2 separate regions of the Mus musculus genome follow, and region 2 is linked to region 1. A link is a contact called in public HiChIP or PLAC-seq data. All regions are on one chromosome and are shown on one strand. Each heading gives the region's core, a stretch centred on a gene start, on an enhancer-like site or on the middle of the called end of the contact. The rest is flanking DNA. Distances are from core to core; before and after follow the strand shown.

Region 1 (4,115 bases), core at 588-3,087:
GAAGACTAGTGTCTCATCATAGAAGGAAACAAAAACCACGGTGACTTATCTCAGGGTTCATGAGTCACTAAAAACTTGAGTCAAAGACCTGAAAGAAATCTAATTTGGTACCACATTAAGTATGACATATTTTGACATATTTTTAGGTTTCTCTCTCTCTCTCTCTCTCTCTCTCTCTCTGTCTCTCTCTCTCTCTCTCTCTTTCTGAAATAGAAAGGTTGGAGCGACCCATTTAGGAGACATGCAATTCAAGGGTCTTCCTGGGAGAACATATTCTTTAAATGTATAAAGGCTCAGGTTGGGAGCTACTGTAATGTCAGCTGTTAAAATCAAACTTTGGGGGTGGGAGAGGACTGAAATGCTGGCTCAGCAGTTAAGAGCACTGGCTGATCTTCCAGAGGTCCTAAGTTCAACTCCAGCAACCATATGGTGGCTCACAACCATCTGTAATGGGATCTGATGCCCACTTCTGGTGTGCTCATACACATAAAAATAAATAAATAAATCTTTAAAAACAAAAATCACTACAGCACTAGGGGTGGAGGCAACTGCCTTTTCAGCCACACATGACTGAGTATGACATAGGGCTGCATTTTCCTCTGGAAGAGGAAAGAAAATAGAATCTCTGAACAAGCCACTGCTGACTTAGCGACCTTGACATGTTCTCCAGATAGGACTAAGGAACAAGGGAGTCAGAAAACTGGAATGAGAGGGGACCAGATCATCTTCACGTATCAGGAACCGAAGACTTCCCAGCCTAGAAGGACAACTGGATAAGCAAGGGTGGTGGCAGGTGTTCATGCACGGTCCTTTATTCCGCCAAATAGCAGGCTTTAAAAGGGCGGCCAGGAAACCCCCCCCCCCCCCCCCGCAGCCTTCTGTTCCCAACTAAGGATTGGATTATAGTTTTGCTGCAGGCCAATCACCTGGCCCTCGTTTAACTGTTGCTTCTCACTCCCTGCAATGAGGTACAGAGGTCATCTTAGGATCTCAGAGACCCGGAAGGGAGGTTTAGGAAAGCTCAGGAAAAACCATCTGCAGGACGTTTCCTTTGCTCTTCTAAGCAGTGGCTGGCGCCTGGTAGTCGCTCAGTACCTTGTTCCCTTTGGGTCTAAAGTCTTCCCAAGGCCAAAAGGGAGGAGGTATGTGGGAGGGAGGGAGAAAGAGAGGAAGAGAGAGAGAGAGAGAGAGAGAGAGAGAGAGAGAGAGAGAGAGAGAGAGAGAGAGAGAGAGAGACCACACACACACACACACACACACACAGCGGGTAGGAGAGAGAAAGAGATTTCTATTTTTCCATAAAATCACCCGGGTTGACTCTCCGCATTTCTGCTATTCTTTCTCAAATTTGAATGAGGTGACTGGCCTGTGAGAAGGAAACATTTCAGGAAGTTTAGAAATCACTGAGAATTCTCCCTAGGAACCAGACTCCCTGGGAATTAAGTCTTTCAGAAAACAAGCAAAGGTTGGGGCAGGGAGCTGGGATGTGGGGGACACATGTGTAGTGGCGACCAGTTTCACCTTGAACTCCAGATTTGAAAGGAGGGTCACAAAGCGTCCAGGCTTCCGGCAGCACTTGGAAGGATGCGCGGGAGTGGGGATGGCGCATAGGTCATGCACGTGGACCCGTCCACGCAGTTGCAAGCACACTCTCCAGCAGGCAGGTAAGGGGCTGGGGCCGCCCGGTTGGCTAGGAAGGGGACGGTGACGTGTGCAAGGTGGTGGCGGACACCTGGGCTTGCCCGCGTGTAGGGCGGGCGCTAGGACCCGGGTGGCGCACCTGTTGGCTGGCACCGCGCCCCGCCCGTCCTGCGCTGGGAGCATCGGGCTGCGGAACGCGAGGCCAGGGCGCACGCTGAGGACACGGACGCGCGTGGCTGCGGGTCGGAGGAACGGGGTCACGGCTCACCATGGCCGAACTGCTGCGGAGCCTGCGGGATTCACAGCTCGTGGCGCGCTTCCAGCGCCGCTGCGGGCTCTTCCCAGCGCGGGAGGTCAGTCCTAGGGAGAAGGGCCTTTCGAAGTGGGCGACAGGGGTCCCGGAGGTCTCTCATCTCTCCGACAACCGGGATTCGGTGTCTGCCGTTGGGGAGGAGGGCGACGGCCGCCTGCTTACCTGCGGCTCCGGGTGACTCCTAGATGGGGATTGGAGGGCTCCAACCGCCGCCACCCGGCTTCCATCCTAGGAAGGGCACGGCGGGGAACAGTCACCCGATGCCACCCTTTCTCGCTGCAGGTGGCAGTCAGTCACTTCTTTTCAGACACCACCTTTGCATGCATCCGCGGAAAGACTTTCTACTTTAATTACTTTAGTGAGTAAGTTCGTTAGATTCCACCCAAAGTGTGAGAGTTACGTAACTGAAAAGAGGAGCGGGGATGTCCTTGGCACTTCCCTGGGACACAGCCTGAGAACTCCTCAAAGTCCTTAGGTTGCTGCCGCATCCCCCCTTCCTACTCCGTGCAGACATCCCAGTCGCGCGCTTTGCTTTGCTGAACACCCGCCCTGGACTCCTCTGGGAATTCACAGCCCCGCCCCCCAGCTAACCTAACCTCAGAGATGGGAGTTCAACACTGTCTCCCTCCCGACGTCCCCCTAGTTTTGGAGGCACTGGTTGGTCTTTTATGATTGGCTCTTACGGCCTTTTCGGTAGATGCTTTGCATCCGGAGCAAGGTTATACAACCCTACTGCAGCTTTGCGTTATGAGGTGCACAGGGACTCCTCCAGGCTGAAAGGACCAGGCAGGCGGCAGATGGCAGCTAGGAAAGCTTGTCTCCCTTGGGCACCACCAGCAGCTGCCCTTTCCCTCGGCTTAAGTAGAAAATAACAAACCAGGACAGAAGCAATTCTACTCCGCCTCCCCCACCCCCCTTCTTCAGTGTTTTATTCTTTCTGAGAGATTCTGGTGACTGGAAGGTGACACGTCCTTATATATAGATAACTACTTAAGAACCTGGCGCTTGTGTAGGACAGAATAATAGAGGCATCAAATTACAGAATTCATTTGAAAAGTGGCAGTAGGCTAGTTGTGTATTCTCAGCTAGAGAAATTCTTCAAAATATTTTCACTTTATAGTTACTTCACGGCATGCTGATAGCTTTGAGATTAATTCAAGACATCTCTCTTTGCCAGAGCCTTGCCTCAAAAGGTGCTAGCACATAAGCCCAATGCCCCACCCCCACGGGAAGCGTTTTCCTGTACAGGCGCTCTGTTTAGGCTCAGGACCAGCGCGGGGGTGGGGGTGGGGGGCTGCACTCTATCCGACTTGTCTCCCCTGTACCTGCTCTTCCTCATTCAGGACTGAATTTTTCCACTAATGTTTCTTAAATTGTTTTTACACAATCCCCTTGATTACTTGCCTGCACATTCTGGGGAAGGCTTCTTCCTTCTTGTAGTCCCAGATAGTCTGGGGAATCAAGGAGTGGGGTTCTCGTTCCCAGCGCTTGGATTACTGAAGTCCATGAAATAAGTAAAAGAAAACTGAAAGTTCAGGATATTAAATCCCTGTAGTAGCCATAACAGGAAAAAAATTAACTCAAGACCTTTTGATAAGGGAAGGGTTCATGAGGTTTTTTTTGTTTTTAGGTTCATTTTAAAAGATGTGGAAAGGTTAATCCTTAACAAACACATGGAACGTTCCCCCTGAGAAGTAATTGCATCCCTGCCCCCAGATAACTCACAGGGCTTCAAGGGGGCCACTGGGATAACTCTGCCCACAGCCCTGTTTTCTTTCTCCCTTGGTTTTTACAAACCAGGTGGTGGCTGAACAGCCCTTCCAGTGTTTTTTGTTTGTTTGTTTGTTTTTGTTTTTTGTTTTCTTGGGGTTTTTTGTTGTTGTTTGTTTTTTAACTGTATGGATCTGTAGCCCAGGCTAGCCTTGAACTGATAAAACTGCCTGAGCCTCCCAAGGGCTGGGGTTTTAGGTATGTACTGTCAAAGCAGACACCCTTCAACTTTCGAAGGCAAGCTCCTCGACATGCCCTTTGCTGTCTTGGGGCTCTTTCTGGTTCTGGGAATTCTCCTGCTTCTTGAGGGTTGTTGGCTGTAGAATGGCCTACACTGTGTAACTGTGCCTTTGTGTGGGGAATCTGATGGACGCCCAGCTTCCTCCTGTAG
Region 2 (4,115 bases), core at 1,119-3,618, 140 kb after region 1:
TGCGAATGCATTTGGCCTCATTTTGCTTTTTAAATTAAGAAAAAAGAAGAATGACAACACCTGTCTTGGGAAATGACATGAACACAGCGAGCTACCTCTGTTCACATGGGCTGAACAAAAGCTCAGCACAGCTTTTCCACAGGTAAAAGCTACTAGCCATGCTGGCACAGATGGCCTTTTATCGTCCCAATAGCCAGATACCGAGGCAGTCAGGCTGCCGGTAAGCTCTGACCAGGGACTGAGTATCTACCAGGCAGCCATCAATGTCACCACTACACTCTAGACACTACACAGCAAGGATTACTGCGTCTATGAAGCAGATGGAGAGCCAAATCAAGGCAATGAAGGGAAGTTGCCCAAAGTCGAGCTCAGGTTAATCATTATCAATCCCACAGCTATGAAGTTACAAATCAGGTCGTGCTCAGGACTGACTAAACCGCATTCTCTCTCCACTGCCCTACGGTGCACCATAAAGGATTTAGGAGGTTAACAGTATAAGAATAAATGCATGCCTTGCCATATAGTTGTTTAATACAGTCAAAGACGTGCATTCTTGAAACATTTTTAGTACAAAAAAACAGATGTTTTACTTCTCCCAAGTTTTTATGATTCTTAAAATTTTTTAAGTCACTGAAATAAATTATTTTTTTTTAAATCTGGAATCTGTGTCCATCAATAGTATTTTAATTTATGAAGATTATCTTCTCAGTAACTCCTGACTGAATAGACACAGAGAAAGAACGGTTTTCACCAGTTAACACTTCCTGCATGCTAAGCTTGAGGCACTCTAGTCTTCCTTACACGAGAATGCCCAGTGACACTAGTGGACTGACACAAACTAAACACTTATTTTCTCAATACATAACTAAAGTCTGGAAAGAGGCAAGCACAGGGAGGCAACTACCATGCCAGGCCAGGAGCACAGAGTGGATCCTATTCCAAAGCAGCCTAAGGGACGAGTGCCGCGCTGCCACCTGTGCTACTGTTCCCACCAAGGACCAAGAACTCCGATATCTAAACTCTCTAATCAAAGGTGAGGCTAAGGATAATATTAAAATCAGGCAGGTATAAATGCCAGGGAACCCAACAATATGTGTAAACTAATATGAGAGGCCTAATTCTGCTGCAGAAATGTAAACACACACATACACACACACACACACACACACACACACACACACACACACACACACACAGTCTTTCTCCTCCTGAAGGGAGAAAATGAAGTGCAACAGAGCTAAATGGCCCTTTCATACTGCTGACTTGCTTCTGGGTCCTCCTGCCATGTGGTCCCCATGTGTTGGTGTCAAGGCCTCCACTTGAACACAGGCATGCACTGAACCCACTTTGTAGCTCCACACTCACCGTGAGAGAACAGGCCGACAGTAAGGCCGCCATTCCAAGGGCTCACCAATGCAAATGAGAAGCTGCCTTAGTTTGGTAATCTTTGCCTTGGTCTACTTTTTCCTAATCTCCAAATTATTTAAAGTGAACCTTTCTTGATAACAGTAAAATATCTAGACCAAAACCACAGAAGTTTTAAAGCAATTTATGTGCTTTGAGGAACTATAGCAAAAAAAAATTTACAGTTAAAACTTTAAAAAAGAGCTGCAAACAGAGTCAGTTGACAGAGTGCTTTAGCACTGCACGGTGGCACTAGCATCTCATGTTCAAGGGCATCCTCGGGGACACAGTGAGTTTAACGCTATCTTAGGCTACATGAGCCCTTCTCTTCAAAAAGATAAAAAATAAAATTAAAGTTTATTTCTTTTAAGAAAAGTTTCAGGATATTTATAACTTATGTGGGAAATAATAAACTAACTTCTAGGTTTAATTTTGCAATACTTTGAGGGCTGCGTGTTAACCTCATTATTTAGGTGTCCTCCCTACCCCACGGTTTTTCACATTTTCCAGAGGTACCACCCCCTCTGGATTTGGTTCTTCATATTTTGTTTAAACATTCACTCTCCATTCCCATCATCGCCCACAGAAAAATGATGAGGTATGCTAAAACTCCCACCTCCTTGCCTTCTGCAGGAGAGGCCATATTACATCACAGGAAGTAAAGACTGCATGCCACAAAGTAAGAACTATTTAGATTTCATGCCAAGGCTAGGGTTTGTTGGAAATGCCTTGGTTCTTTATAACTCAGTTAACAGACCTCTTGTGTCATGCCATCAAACAATTCTGCTTCTTAAATGGGCCTGCCAAGTATGTCAGCCTAAATTATCCATGTATTGCACAGACTTCAAAGTACTGCCTGGAGAGAGCTGATCTAAACCACCCAAAGGAGGGGTGGCTAGATGCAGTTCTGTGAGCTCAAAGAATACAACACATGAGGGTTTGTTTGGTTTGTTTAAGGAAAAGAAAAGGGAGTGGCACACAGTGCTGAGCATGTGACTCATATCCTAGGCTTTGCCATCGGCTTCCAGGCAGTGTAGATCCTGTTGCACCAATGATTAGAGGGGAATTAGTGGTTTCTGGTAATAATATCATCTAGGGTACAGAGTCATCCTTACACTCACATGTACCCAGACGCCAAATAAAGATGCTGTCAGAACAAAAGTGTAAGGGGAGAACAAAAAGCTTCTGGAAAAATCAAGGGCTGATACTGTGCTCATGCTGGAGATTCACAGTAGGCCAGACTCAGAGAATGAAGCACTTCACTGGTGCATCTATGGCTACCTTTCCAGCAGCATTTTCAACACTGGTACTCACAAAACCGTAACTCATGCTGCAGACCTGCCTCCTAAAGAATTTTAGCATGTTCTAAATGACCACAGCTAATGTAGGGAACCAAGAATCCTGATGTATTCCTTACAGGACTATAAATTAGTATAGTGAAATAAGTAAGCAAAGGCATGGAAGTGAAGGAGGGACTAGATGGGGAGATCAGCGGCAGTGACGGGGTTACAGGCCATGAGGGTGTGAATAAAACACAGGGCACAATAGGCAGTGGGTGCCCTTAATCCCAGCACCAGGCAAAGGCAGTCAGACTGGAGGCCAGCCTGGTTTACAAGTTCCAACCAAACCAGATGTAGCTGTTTTAAGAAAAAAGAGGAGAACAGGAAGAAAAGAAAATGGCATAGTAAAATCCATTTTATAGGTATAATTAATGTATGCAATATAGTACCATATACGACATATGTATAGACATAACTATATGCTGGGTATGTTGGCTCATGTGAACCTGTAAGCAGGATGTAAGTTTGAAGATAGGCAAGATCACAGAGCAAGACCTGACTCAAAACCAACAAAGTCAAAACAAAAACAAAAACAAAAAAGAGAAAAAAAATCAGTTAAAAAGTTTAGAAAATAATTTACTAAATTATCAAATATTTAAATGTATATACCTAGGGACTGACAATTATTTCTAAAATAATTATTTGCTCAAGGGAAAATGATACTCACTTAAAGACATACTTTAGGAAAAGTCTCAGGACCATCATTCATTCATGCTCACTCTGCTTTCCATATGGTAGACTATTATACAACTATTAAAAATGAGATCACTAGTATGCATCCAGATAGGTTAGATTAAGTGTAACCGCATCTGTATAAACTACAAAACTATCACTTTCTTTGTAGCTGCACACAGAAGTGTAACATGGCCACAGATATATGCAAGGACAGGCAGTGAATTAATTCTAGATGTGGAATGTCTGACAAGTTGTAGATCTTATTTTTTTAATTAAACAGAAGAACAAAATTCCTAAATCAATAAAACATATTCATGAAAGCTTAAGAATATTAAAAATATATGTTCAATTGTAAGGAACAAAAAAAAAAATCCAGCAAAAACTTTCCTAAAATGCTTTTATATGGCAGCACCAAAGTATACACTTTTATTTTAAAATGATGCTGAGAAGCCAAGAAACAAATGTGAAAAGAAATCTCTAAAATGCTCAATGCATCCAGGGGAAATTTATATTCCTGAGGGTTGGCTTCTATGTTGTTAACAGAAACCTGGAATGGATTTTTATCTATTAAAAAAAAATACAGCACTGGATGCATGACAAGGCACATTATACTCACGTTAGCAGATCTTAACTTTGTGGAACCAAGCACACAAAAATAACTTTCTATATTAAAAATGATATATTTACTCAGCTAAG

The links. HiChIP or PLAC-seq counts read pairs in DNA pulled down with a chosen protein or histone mark.
Region 2: an HNF4G HiChIP or PLAC-seq map of pancreatic cancer cells shows a contact between it and region 1. The contact joins the enhancer-like site here to the promoter of Sgpp2 in region 1. A contact is called at or near these places in 1 of 484 Hi-C or Micro-C datasets (nephron progenitors), 2 of 115 datasets of contacts at active chromatin or transcription factors (embryonic stem cells and pancreatic cancer cells) and 1 of 9 other capture datasets (pancreatic islet).

The regions. Positions count from the first base shown.
Region 1 is chr1:78,308,509-78,312,623 of GRCm38.p6, forward strand. It overlaps Sgpp2 (sphingosine-1-phosphate phosphatase 2), which reads left to right and starts at 1,838. Exons shown (of 5, transcript NM_001004173.2): 1 at 1,838-1,994. The coding sequence starts at 1,911.
Region 2 is chr1:78,446,038-78,450,152 of GRCm38.p6, forward strand. All of the region lies in intron 15 of Farsb (phenylalanyl-tRNA synthetase, beta subunit), which reads right to left. Among named protein-coding and RNA genes, the nearest start is that of Farsb, 41 kb to the right of the region's middle. Within about 2 kb of position 2,369, at least 59 of the 459 cell types and tissues checked have an H3K27ac peak or open chromatin away from gene starts, as enhancers often do. A contact at or near this core is called in pancreatic cancer cells, where this site is marked.